Linked DNA regions of Mus musculus: region 2 is linked to region 1. A link is a contact called in public HiChIP or PLAC-seq data. All regions are on one chromosome and are shown on one strand. The core of a region is the stretch at or near the end of the contact, and the rest is flanking DNA. Distances in the headings are between cores, read along the strand shown. Region 1 overlaps Faim2 (Fas apoptotic inhibitory molecule 2). Region 2 holds the start of Aqp2 (aquaporin 2).

The links. HiChIP or PLAC-seq counts read pairs in DNA pulled down with a chosen protein or histone mark.
Region 2: a contact with region 1 is called in an H3K27ac HiChIP or PLAC-seq map of a colorectal cancer cell line, with 8 times the contacts expected there. The contact joins the promoter of Aqp2 here to the enhancer-like site in region 1. A contact is called at or near these places in 16 of 39 promoter capture datasets (the C10 cell line, the HPC-7 cell line, HPC-7-derived erythroid cells and 8 more), 1 of 15 datasets of contacts at CTCF or cohesin (the NIH/3T3 cell line), 31 of 484 Hi-C or Micro-C datasets (8-cell embryo, the BV-2 cell line, the G1E-ER4 cell line and 16 more), 18 of 115 datasets of contacts at active chromatin or transcription factors (the 230-238 cell line, SST interneurons, VIP interneurons and 12 more) and 4 of 9 other capture datasets (adipose tissue, liver, macrophages and 1 more).

Annotation. Positions count from the first base shown.
Region 1 is chr15:99,508,225-99,513,517 of GRCm38.p6, reverse strand. It overlaps Faim2 (Fas apoptotic inhibitory molecule 2), which reads left to right. Exons shown (of 12, transcript NM_028224.4): 8 at 132-169; 9 at 650-737; 10 at 927-1,022; 11 at 2,883-2,936. Among named protein-coding and RNA genes, the nearest start is that of Faim2, 17 kb to the left of the region's middle. Within about 2 kb of position 2,632, at least 35 of the 459 cell types and tissues checked have an H3K27ac peak or open chromatin away from gene starts, as enhancers often do. A contact at or near this core is called in the NIH/3T3 cell line, adipose tissue, a colorectal cancer cell line and 3 more, where this site is marked.
Region 2 is chr15:99,576,805-99,582,097 of GRCm38.p6, reverse strand. Aqp2 (aquaporin 2) reads right to left here and starts at 3,042. Exons shown (of 4, transcript NM_009699.3): 1 at 2,586-3,042; 2 at 1-80. The coding sequence starts at 2,945. It overlaps Gm34765 (a long non-coding RNA gene), which reads left to right. Exons shown (of 5, transcript XR_875660.2): 4 at 3,281-3,524.

The sequences.
Region 1 (5,293 bases), core at 1,383-3,882:
TGTGTGTGTGTGTGTGTGTGTGTGTATGTATAATGTATATGCATGGGGGGGGAGGCCCAGGCTAGAACTTGAGTGTGCCTGGGGCCCCCGAGTCCACATGAGGTAACATGAGCCCCCTGATCTCCCTGCAGACCCTGTCCATGGCCTACCTCACTGGGATGCTGTCCAGGTAAATGGGACAGGAGTGGCCTAGGTAGGCATGCGGCCAGGGTCTGGTCACATCTAAGGGAAGCTCTCCATGAACCCCATTTTTTCAGGGAGCTCTTGGATGGGGGAGGGACCCAAATAGACAGGCTGCCTTGGCTTCGATGTCTCCTCCTTAGGCACTACAGGGCCAGTGGCTCCGAGACCCAAGCGGACTGTTGGGGTTGGGGTAAGGGATGGTGTCGAGGAAGATGATGTCATCCAGGAAGTGACTTTAAAGCCCTGGGCTCCTTGTGGTGTAGACTGCCCTCATACACCACCATAAACTCATCCCGCTCTGCCTATTGGGGAGCTTCACCCCAGTAGTGAGTGACAGAGAAGCCCTGGAAGCTGGAAGCCCTGGGAACGTGGGTCATGAGGTCAGCTTCCCGGCAGGAAAGGGCTGTCCCCTGAAAGGAGGGATGGGGAGAAGGAATCCTACTGATGAACGCCTGCCTGTCTCCAGTTACTACAACACCACATCTGTGCTGCTGTGCCTGGTCATCACGGCTCTCGTCTGCCTCTCGGTCACCATCTTCAGTTTCCAGACCAAGGTCAGCCCTGGAGCCTGTAGGCAGGGAAGGGCACGGGGGCCAGAGGGTCTATGTGGGGCCGAGGAGAGGCAGAGGCCTGAGTTGGGTCTGGGGATGCTACATTGGGGTTACATTGGGTTATGGGGGTGAGTGCAGAATTTGCGGGTCTCTGCTGAGGCCCGGTGCTGACGATCCCCTGTGTCCCCGCAGTTTGACTTCACCTCCTGTCAGGGTGTGCTGTTTGTGCTGCTCATGACCCTCTTCTTCAGTGGACTCCTCCTCGCTGTCCTCCTGCCCTTCCAATACGTGAGTCTCAGCCTACCAGTCCTTGAGGGAGGTGGAGATAACCCAAGGTGCATGCTCTCCTACCCCAGCAGGGCCACCCAGGGCCAAAGCCTCATGGCCTGCCACCCTGGCCCTCCTGGCACCTGCCCCCGGGTGTGTTAGCAGCATGGGCAAGCAAACAAGGAGGCTTTTCTTGGCAGGCCTGGGCACCTGCCCAGCTCCATGAGCCGCATCCGGCTTCACTTTCCCGGCCATCTCCTGCAGGTGGAGGATGGGGGAGGGGGACTGTAGCTGAGAAAGATACAATGTGGCTCCAGGGTCCTGCAGGCTCAGGGGCACTCCTGGGGGACCAGCTAAGTCCAAAGAGGCAGAATTTGGCTAGCCGTGCAGGAGGGGAATTGACCACGGCGGCGTAGGAGCAGATTCCCCACCCCATCTCACAAATGCCCACCCACCGGAGGGCTCTTCCAGGGACTCCGATTGGCATCCTGCCTGCCCAAAGGAGTGCCTACTGGGTAGGAGCTGAAGCCACCAATGCTGGGGAACAGATTGGAGACGTGACAGGTGGTTCAAATCCTAAGAACACAGGAAAGAACTAGTTGGATCTATTAGGGACTCAACAATATTCTCTCCGGCCACATCCGGTAGCTGGTCTCCCATGGCCTCTTGTCTGCCAGGGTTGGAGGGTATTCCTTATCCCCTCTAACACACTTCCATGCTGCCCAGCCCCAGCCTCTGGGCAGTTGGCATCAAGTCTAGGATGTCTAGATTGACTCCTTGGCTCTTCCCAGGATCCTGTTGACGAAGGGAGGGGCCAGAGCTGGCCTGGGGGCCTCTGTGTCTCTAGGATGGGAGGGGGCTACAGGAAGGAGTCCTAGAACTTCAAAGCACCCTTTATTGACCCACGTTGAGCTGATGGGATGCCTTTGTTTCCAGGAACCTTCTAGAAAGGTTTCTGGAAGGGATCCACAAAGGGTAATGCACCTTATACTTGTGACTGTTTGCGTTCACAGTGGGGGTGAGCACAGGCCGGAAAGGTGCTGCTCTGGCCTCCAGAGGCAGGGCCATCATGGCCCTCTGGCAGAGACTCCAGATGCCTCCACTTCCATACCCACCCTGGCTGACTTTTTCCACCTGAGCTCTTTTTTTTTCCCAAAATTTATTTTTATTTTATGTTTATGAGCATACCATTGTGAGCCATCATGTGATTGCTGGGAATTGAATTCAGGACCTCTGCTCACTCCAGCCCTGCTCTCTCCGGGCCAAAGATTTATTTATTATTATATTATACAAATGTTTTATTATATTATAAATATTATATTACACAAATAATATATTTATTTTATGTAAGTACACTGTAGCTGTCTTCAGACACACCAGAAGAGGGGTGTGTCTGAAGACAGCTCATTACAGATGGTTGTGAGCTGGGATTTGAACTCAGGACCTTCGGAAGAGCAGTCAGTGCTCTCAACCACTGAGCCGTCCGTCTCTCCAGCCCCTCCACCTGAGCTCTTGCTTCCAAGGCAGAGACAGAGAGCTCTCTGTGAGGAACAGACAGACCCCAGATAGAGCAGGGATGATTTGGCAACCTGAGGAGGAGCCTAGAGCCAGACCCAGGCTGAGGGAATGACTGGCAAACAGGATGAGTCGCACTTGGCCAGCCTGAGCCTGGGGCTGTGCTCCAAGGAAAGACATGTCAGGTCTGTGGGAAGCCCCTGTGGGAACCACTGGGAGCTCCCCAAGAATCACAGCCTCTCTCAGACCCGGCCTTCTTAGAGAGGAGCTACCCCTGTTCTTCCATTCTCAGGACTGAGCCCTGCCCCAACTTCTGGCACCTCCGCCAGCCAGCTGTGTGCTAAGCCAATCTTTCCTCTCCCACAGGTCCCCTGGCTCCACGCGGTCTATGCTGTACTGGGAGCGGGTGTGTTCACGTTGGTGAGTTTGGCCCAGCTCCTGGGGCCACCATCTCAGCTTTGTGATTCTCTCCTCAGACCCTTCCACCCTGTGTCTTCCTTATGGTCTCTATGGAACCTTTCGGCAGCATCCTAGGGTAGGGCTGGTGCCGTGCTCAGGCAGGGAATTCTGTCTTGTGTCCAAGATAGACTCTCTGAGCAGGGCAACATCAGGAGAACATCAGGGTAGAAGCTGGTGGCCAGAGGGGATTAGGTGACCAGGACTAAGAAGACGGGTCATTCTGGCAGAGCACAGGGATATCTGGCTGTGGGGACCAAATTAGTAAATCCTAGAGCAGTCTGGGAAGATTCCCATACCTGGCGAAAGTCTCCATCAGAAGGACCTCTTTCTTTGCTGTTCTTACCAAATTCAGTTAACAGTGATAGCTAATTCACTTCTTTACGTACGTATATACTTATTTGTCTTTTATAAACAAAGTGGCCTTGAACTTTCGATCCTCCCACCTCAGTGTCTAGAGCCTGGTATTATAGGCATGCACCACACCTGGGGCTCAGCTAATATTTATCCAGCACTCACTGTCCCTCAGCCGGCTCTCTTTTGTTCTTAATTCACACACCACACCTAGCAGATAGGTCCCACTCTTCTGCGATCACAGTGAAGAGGAAGTCCAGAGATGTCAGATAACGTATTGAGGTCATTTTAGGACATGGTAGGATCAAGCTGGGAACTTGGATATCTGGTTCCAGAGGCCGGGTGGAAAGTGCCTAGAAGCAGATACCCAGGCTACGTGGCCAAAGATGGACAGATGCCTGCCCAAGGCAGCCCCACATATCCTTGAGTCAGGTGGACCCCAAGCACCTGAATATGTGCCTCAGGAACACCCAAGAGACACGCCAGGTGTCCATGACATCATGGGAAGCCATGCAAAGAGATATCTCTTGCCAGTGAATCAATGGCTGGATCTCTCTCTCTCTCTCTCTCTCTCTCTCTCTCTCTCTCTCTCTCTCTTTCTCTCTTCGTTTGCTCAACTACACTAAGTAGCTACAGTCCCAGGTTTATCACAAATTCCAGAGACTCAAAGAATGTCCAACGTATCCCGTGAGGTAGACAGCGCTGATGTAAGAATTGCCTCATCCATTCTCCACCCACCCACCATGGCGGTACTCACCCATAAAACTAGCATCTGGGAAGAGGAGGCAGGAGGATTAGAAGTTCAGAGTCATTCTTGGCTACTTAAGAGAGTTTGAGGCCACAGGGGACCCTGTCTGAAAGTAAGCAAAGCCAAGCACCTTCTTCATCGGAAGCCCTAGGGTTACAGAGTTGTCAGTAACGGTCAGATCTGGGACCAAGCCTCAGTTGCACTGTGCCTATTTGGTGCCATTTCCAGTCCCTGAGGTCCCTAAGAGAGAAGGAACTTCTCCTGGCTGGGACTTGGGCAGAGGATGGGCAGAGCCATCCAGTCATCCTCTCTGTCAGGTATCAAGGGGAACATGACAGGTGAGAGAAGTGAGGTCAGACAAGGGTCAAGGCAGGGTAGAGCTGTGCTGGGCTTAGGGGCTCATCATTCATGGGTCTTTATTGAGCATCTACTATGTGTGAAGTGCTTTGCTACCTGCCCAGAAGTCTTGGTCAGAACTAAGAGCCCTGTTTGGGTGGAGGAAGAACAGTGTTTGGGTGAATATGTCAGGTCTGTGGCGGCTCCCTGTGGGTCTCTTCATGATTACCAGAAGCACTGGGTGAATATTGTTAAATGGCCCAAGGCCACCTAGTCAAGGAACATAAGGACCAGAAGAGCTAGACACAGCAAACCCCCTCTTACGGGTGTGAAAACCAACATCTAGATAGATCAGACGAATAGGCTGAGACAGTGGTTCTCAACCTGTGGGTCACGGGCCCTTTGGGGGTTGAACGACCCTTTAATGAGGGTCAACTATAAGAGATTTCCTGTGTATCAGATACTTACATCATGATTCAAAACAGTAGCAAGGTTACAGTTATGAAGTAGCAATGGAAATAATTTTGTGTTGGGGTAGGGGGTTACAATCACAGAAGGAACTGCAGTAAAGGGCCGCAGCATTCGAAAGGCTGAGAACCACTGGTGTAAGGTTCCCCGCAAGTCAACAAGTATGGCTCAAGACTCGGCTGCCAGGTTACACATTCCCTGTGTCAGTGGGGAACCCCACTTCTTGGGAACCCTACGTCCTAAATAAAGTGAGATGGCTGTTTACCCCAGGATACCCACTTACCCCAGGATACCCACTTCTCCTGACTCCTGGACCAGTGTTCCTCCTTCCACGTCATATTTTCTCAAGCAAAAGAGCAATCTCAGAGAATTGGAGGGGGATCGGCATGGGAGAAAGGAAGAGAGCAGAAATCAG
Region 2 (5,293 bases), core at 1,793-4,292, 68 kb before region 1:
GCAAAGATGCACAGCACCAGCTGCATGGTCAGGAAGAGCTCCACAGTCACCGCCTGGCCGGCTGTTGCATTGTTGTGGAGCTGGAGAGAGAGGTGGAGGCATGAGTCCAAGGAGGCTGGTCCCACTGCCCCCTCTATCTGCTCACCTGCTTCCGGCTCCATGGAGACCTCGAGGAGGCAGAGAGCCAGAATACCGCCCCCTCTACCCTAATCATAACCACTGCCCCTTCTGAAACCTGGCCTCAAGGCAGAGGATGAACCAGGGACAGCCCAAGGCAGGGAGGTAGATCCCAGAACCTCATCCCAGATGAGGATGTAGAGGTTTGTGAGAGGGAAGAGATATCATGTTTCAGATTTTGGGAAGAGGTTCCTAACGCAGCTGGAAGCTTTGAACCTGGTTGTAGAAAGTCTAGTGTGATCTCTAGGTCATACTGATACAACAGGATGCTGGGGGTGGGGGTTGTCAATCTTTCTGTGGTCCCGTGGTCAAGGAACTTATAGTCTGTTCCCCTCAGCTCTCTCTGTCTCCCCTCCACCCCTTGCATTCAGGCCTTGCTTCTGTCCCCATGGCTGCTCCCTGAATATCCTGTGGAGGCTGAGGATGCTGAAGGCGGAGCTTCCATACCCACATAGGGTACCTACCGTCCCTCTAGCCCCTACCGCAGAAAAGAAGAGAATTTGGGGCTGAGCTCAGAGGCCATTTCATAACCTGGCCGCACCCAGCGCTGCATTTCTCTCCGGGTTTTGTCATCCTGCGCCCCACACCCTGCCCTCTGGGACTGAGCACTGCACGGGGTGGATCGATGACAACTTTCAACTCCCACACTCCTCTAGGTCCTGAGCTCCTTGCATGGTGCTTCAAGGTCTTTCTGGGGTCTAGCATCGGCCTCTACTCTGCTACAAGCCTCTTAGAGCGAGGAGTCTATCTGCTGTGGTCTCGGTGTCTCATTCTGCACAAATGTGGACAATAAAACCAATCCTGGAAGACCGAGGGTGACAAGGACAAGCCTCTAGCCCCACTCTTGCTGGCAATGCTGCTCAGAGACTGATGGTGTAGGTGTGAGTCTGGTGTCACACAACCCCAGGCTGTCCCTGGATGATACTGTTTATTGCTTCCATGCTTTGCATCTACTGAATGCTGGATTAAAACCATATAGGGAAGGGGAGACCTCAGAACTAAACTTACAGTGGTCTACCAAGGATAGGATAGTATGTGGCTTGGCACAGGGACGCTATCCATTGGTGGCAGCTTCCTGGGGTCCAAACTGACTCTTGATAGCATCCTCAGAGAACACCTGACTGGTCTCTGACTAGCCTCAGGGCAAATGGGCCCTCTGATGCCTTATTCCAGACAGGCAGGGGCCCCTCTACCAGTTAAGGTGGGTCAATGCAGAGAAACGGCCTTTGGTGCTGAGGGTTGGGTAGGCTCGGATATGGTGGGGGAACCAGGGGTGGCTATTCTCCAGGGCTTTAGTGCTCCCAGCACCTTACTGCTAGAGAAAGCCTACGGTATGTTTTCAGGGGGTTCTTTGACTAGCTGCGTGTCTCCCTGTTGTAAAACAAGCTCATTTATTTTCTAATAGACATGGCTAACACTCCACCCCTCAGCAGGCCCCTTGTTCCTCTTTGGCTCTAGGTGTCCAGCCTCACCATGGTTTCTGATTTTTTGAAAAGGGTGCTCACTCACCCGAGGGCCTCCGTCCCTCTCATGAGCAAAGCCACGTGCAGAGGGGGGTGTGGGCAGGGCCAAGGGATTGAGGCAGGGGAGAAATGAAGGACAAGGAGGAGGCCTGAGAGGCACCTGCTTTCCTGGTTTGGGGTACAGAGTGCGTGCTGTGCTGAAGGGGTCCCCAGATTTCTAGATCTGCAGAGCGTGGAGACCAGGGCTTCACCCTCAACTCTCAAAGTGCCCCAGGTGCTGTTCACCATTATAACAGGAAGGCAGACTCCAAGAGTCTCTTCCAGCAGGCTTCTGCTAGGTTCTGGAACTTCCGATATTAACACATGAGCACATCTGATCTCCCGTCTCCCTTTCCAAGTCTGCTTCTTGGTTGGTGAGACAAAGCCCATATGGCACCTCAGATAGTTGGTTGAGGCAGAGATTATGGGTTTTGTGGTTGAATCAGGGTCTGGGGGATTAGCGGCGCTCCCTGCTTGGAACCTGCCCCCAGACACAGAGCTGTCAGCAGTTGCCTTGTGAGGGGCCCTATCCAGTCCTCCCATGCTCAGTGCTGCTGGGATGTCTCATCCCTTCCTCTCTAGATCCTTGCCGCTGCTCCCTGGAGTCCCCGAGGGCCCAAAGGCCTGTCTGTGCTAGGTTGCTGTGTCCTGCTACAGTCTAGCCTAGTCCTCCTATGGAGTCTAACAGAAACCGAGGCTGCTTTTCCTTGGTGGTGCTGGGTGGAAGGCCCCACACTCGATGCTCCGGGTGACTCTGTTGCTCTCCTTGGGTAGCTGTGTTCCTGGCCTTCGGCTCTCTGTTTACTCCCCCACCCCCCTGCTCAGAGTCTGTCCCACCCACCTCACCCCTCACAAGGGTTTTCAGTGTCTGCCCCTCCCAGAAGGGATGAAACTCGGGCTACTCACAGCATTGACAGCCAGGTCCCCGCGGATTTCTACAGGGGTAATCTCATGGAGGATGGCGGCCCCGGCCACGGCCCCCAGCAGCTGGGCAGCCACGTAGAAGGCAGCTCGAAGGAAGGAGACATGGCAACCCACCAGGCACGCCACAGTCACAGCAGGGTTGATGTGGGCCCCGCTGACATGGCCCAGAGCCTGAACCAGGGTGCCAATGCCCAGACCAAAGGCCACGGCAATCTGGAGCACAGAGGGTGGGGAGCTGGCCCACTGGAGGGCTGAGCCAAGGCCAAAGAAGACGAAAAGGAGCGTGGCCAGGAACTCGGCCAGCACCGCTCGGGAGAACGCTATGGACCGGAGTTCCCACATGCTGCTCGGCCTTCTGAGCGCTGGCCAGTGGTCTGGGCCACGGGGGTGGCTCTTCCTCCCTCCCTCTCTCTTTCTCTTCTCTCTTCCTCTGGGCCTCCGGAGAGGCTAGACTGTGGGCACTTATAGGGCCTTCCTATCGTAGACCTGGGCACGTGGGGTGGAGGAGGCGTTCCTGCCAACCCTGTGCTCCCCCATGGCGGACTTGCCCCCATCCCTGCTCCTGCCCACCCGAAGGCCTATCACCCCATCTTAGCTTTCACAGCTGACTAATGTTCTCCTCATTAATGGACTCCAGATAAGGATTGACGTCTCTGTTTTCCTCGTTTTTTCCTCAGTTACCCCATGGAGCTGCCTCAGGGCTGCCCCAGCCCCCACAATGACCACCAGCACCAGTTCCTGCAGAGGAGGCTGTGTCCAGTGACCTTCTCTTTGACTAAAAGGCTGGCCAAGGAAGGGGCAATGCCTTACCCCAAACTGTGAGGAAATGTGGGCGCTGCCTTTCCGCGGACTGGATGGTCTTTCTTCTGGAAGAGGATGGAAAACAACTGGCTGGCCTGGGACAAATTTCCAAGGCAAAAGGTCTTGGGCTTGCTTTCTTGCAGTTAATCACCCATAAGTCATTATGTTCCACCTTCACCCAGGAATCTCAGCCAGAGAGGAACTCCCATTGCCTGGAGCCAAAGGTGGCTTCAGTGGCCCTGGGACCCTAGCCCTGCGTGATAGAGTCACCAAGGTCAACTTAGGAACATGAGGGTTTCTGTTCTGCAGCACACACTCATGTCGTTGAGATGTGACAGTTCTGCTCTGCCTGTGTACATGAGATAATAAAACTATCTCATAGGACAGAGATTTGCATTAATATGGCTCCTGGTTCTCAGGAAGAACTCAGGTTTTGTCAGCTATTGCTCAGTGCTATTTGCATTTTGAGGCAAACAGGTCTCCCCCAAACTCAGAGTCTCCAAGGCTACAACAGGCTCTAGATACCATCTCGAGCTCAGAGCCACCCTTACCACAGGAGGAAGATGTTTCTGGAGTTGCAGCTAGCTCTCCAGGCTCAAGGAGGCCATGGTGCCTGCTAGTAACCTCTAGTCTTGGTGCCACTAAGCTTGGTCAGTGTTCTGCAAGGCCACTGCTGTCACAGCTCTGATGGCTGTTGAGGCTCAGAAGACGGACCTACCCTACGCCTCTTCTTTCTTTGGGGATCCAAAGGCAGGAGGGCCTACAGTGCATCCAGATGGCGGGCTTCTAGTCCTCCTGGCCAGCCACAATCCAAGGAACAGGAATGTGGGAGAAACCGATGATCGTAGGATAGAGATACTTACACTAAGGGGTGACTGAAGCCAAGGGAGGGCCTGTTACTCACCCAAGGTGCCCCAGAAGAGTGGTGGCTGAGCTCAGGCTAGAACCTAGAGAGGAGTGCTTTCCTGACACCCTCACTCCCCAGGCATGCTCTGAGCCCTGGTCTCCTCGCCCAGACAGCAATGGCAGTGATGTCCCTCCCATACATTTGTTTTCAGAATGTAGTAAGATGCACAAAAATCCCCCACATACACAACACGGGTCCATGCACATTTACCCCGACCCCCACATGACTAGCAACTCTTGCCATTAGGGGGAAAGACAAGAATGAGGAGGAAGAAACAATACATGACCCCAACAGAGGCCAGCTCAGAGGAGCCTCTGGGGATGTGGGCTCAGGTAGTACTCCCTGTTCAGGGTCCTCCTCCCCACTTCCATCCCCCACCCCTGCAATCCACGCTCTCCAGAAAGACTCAGAGGGAGGGTGGAAGAATCTTGCCTTGAGAAGGGTACCTGTGACTCTGTTTTCTTCTTCAACCATAGCACACCCAGAAAGGGTGGAGGGTATCAAGATTGGGCCTTGATGATACATACTATCTTGTATGTACTGTCTACCATACCCAGGGAATGTATCATGTTTTATCTTGATGATACATACTATCTTGTATGTAGTATCTTCCACCCTCCATGTGCCCAGTCCCTGCCTGGCTCAGGGGCACCTGGAAAACCCCCAGGCCATATTGAGCTGAACTGTGACAGTGGTTCCAAACCCACCGTTGACTATCGAGTTCCTGAGTGACCTTTGGTGAGCCACACACCCTTTCTGATCTATACACTGTGTATGATCATGAGAACAGCAGTCACTGGTTCTGACCCTAAACAGCACCGCCTCTAACCAACCTGGCGTCATGGTAGACCCATAATAGGTGTCGCTGCTTCTGTACAGCCCAGGAAACCACACACCAATTTGTGTGGTTTTGCCATACATCCACATTTCCACGGTGCGGGAGGTGTGGTTCTGTGGAAGAGCACTTGCCCAGGACATGGTA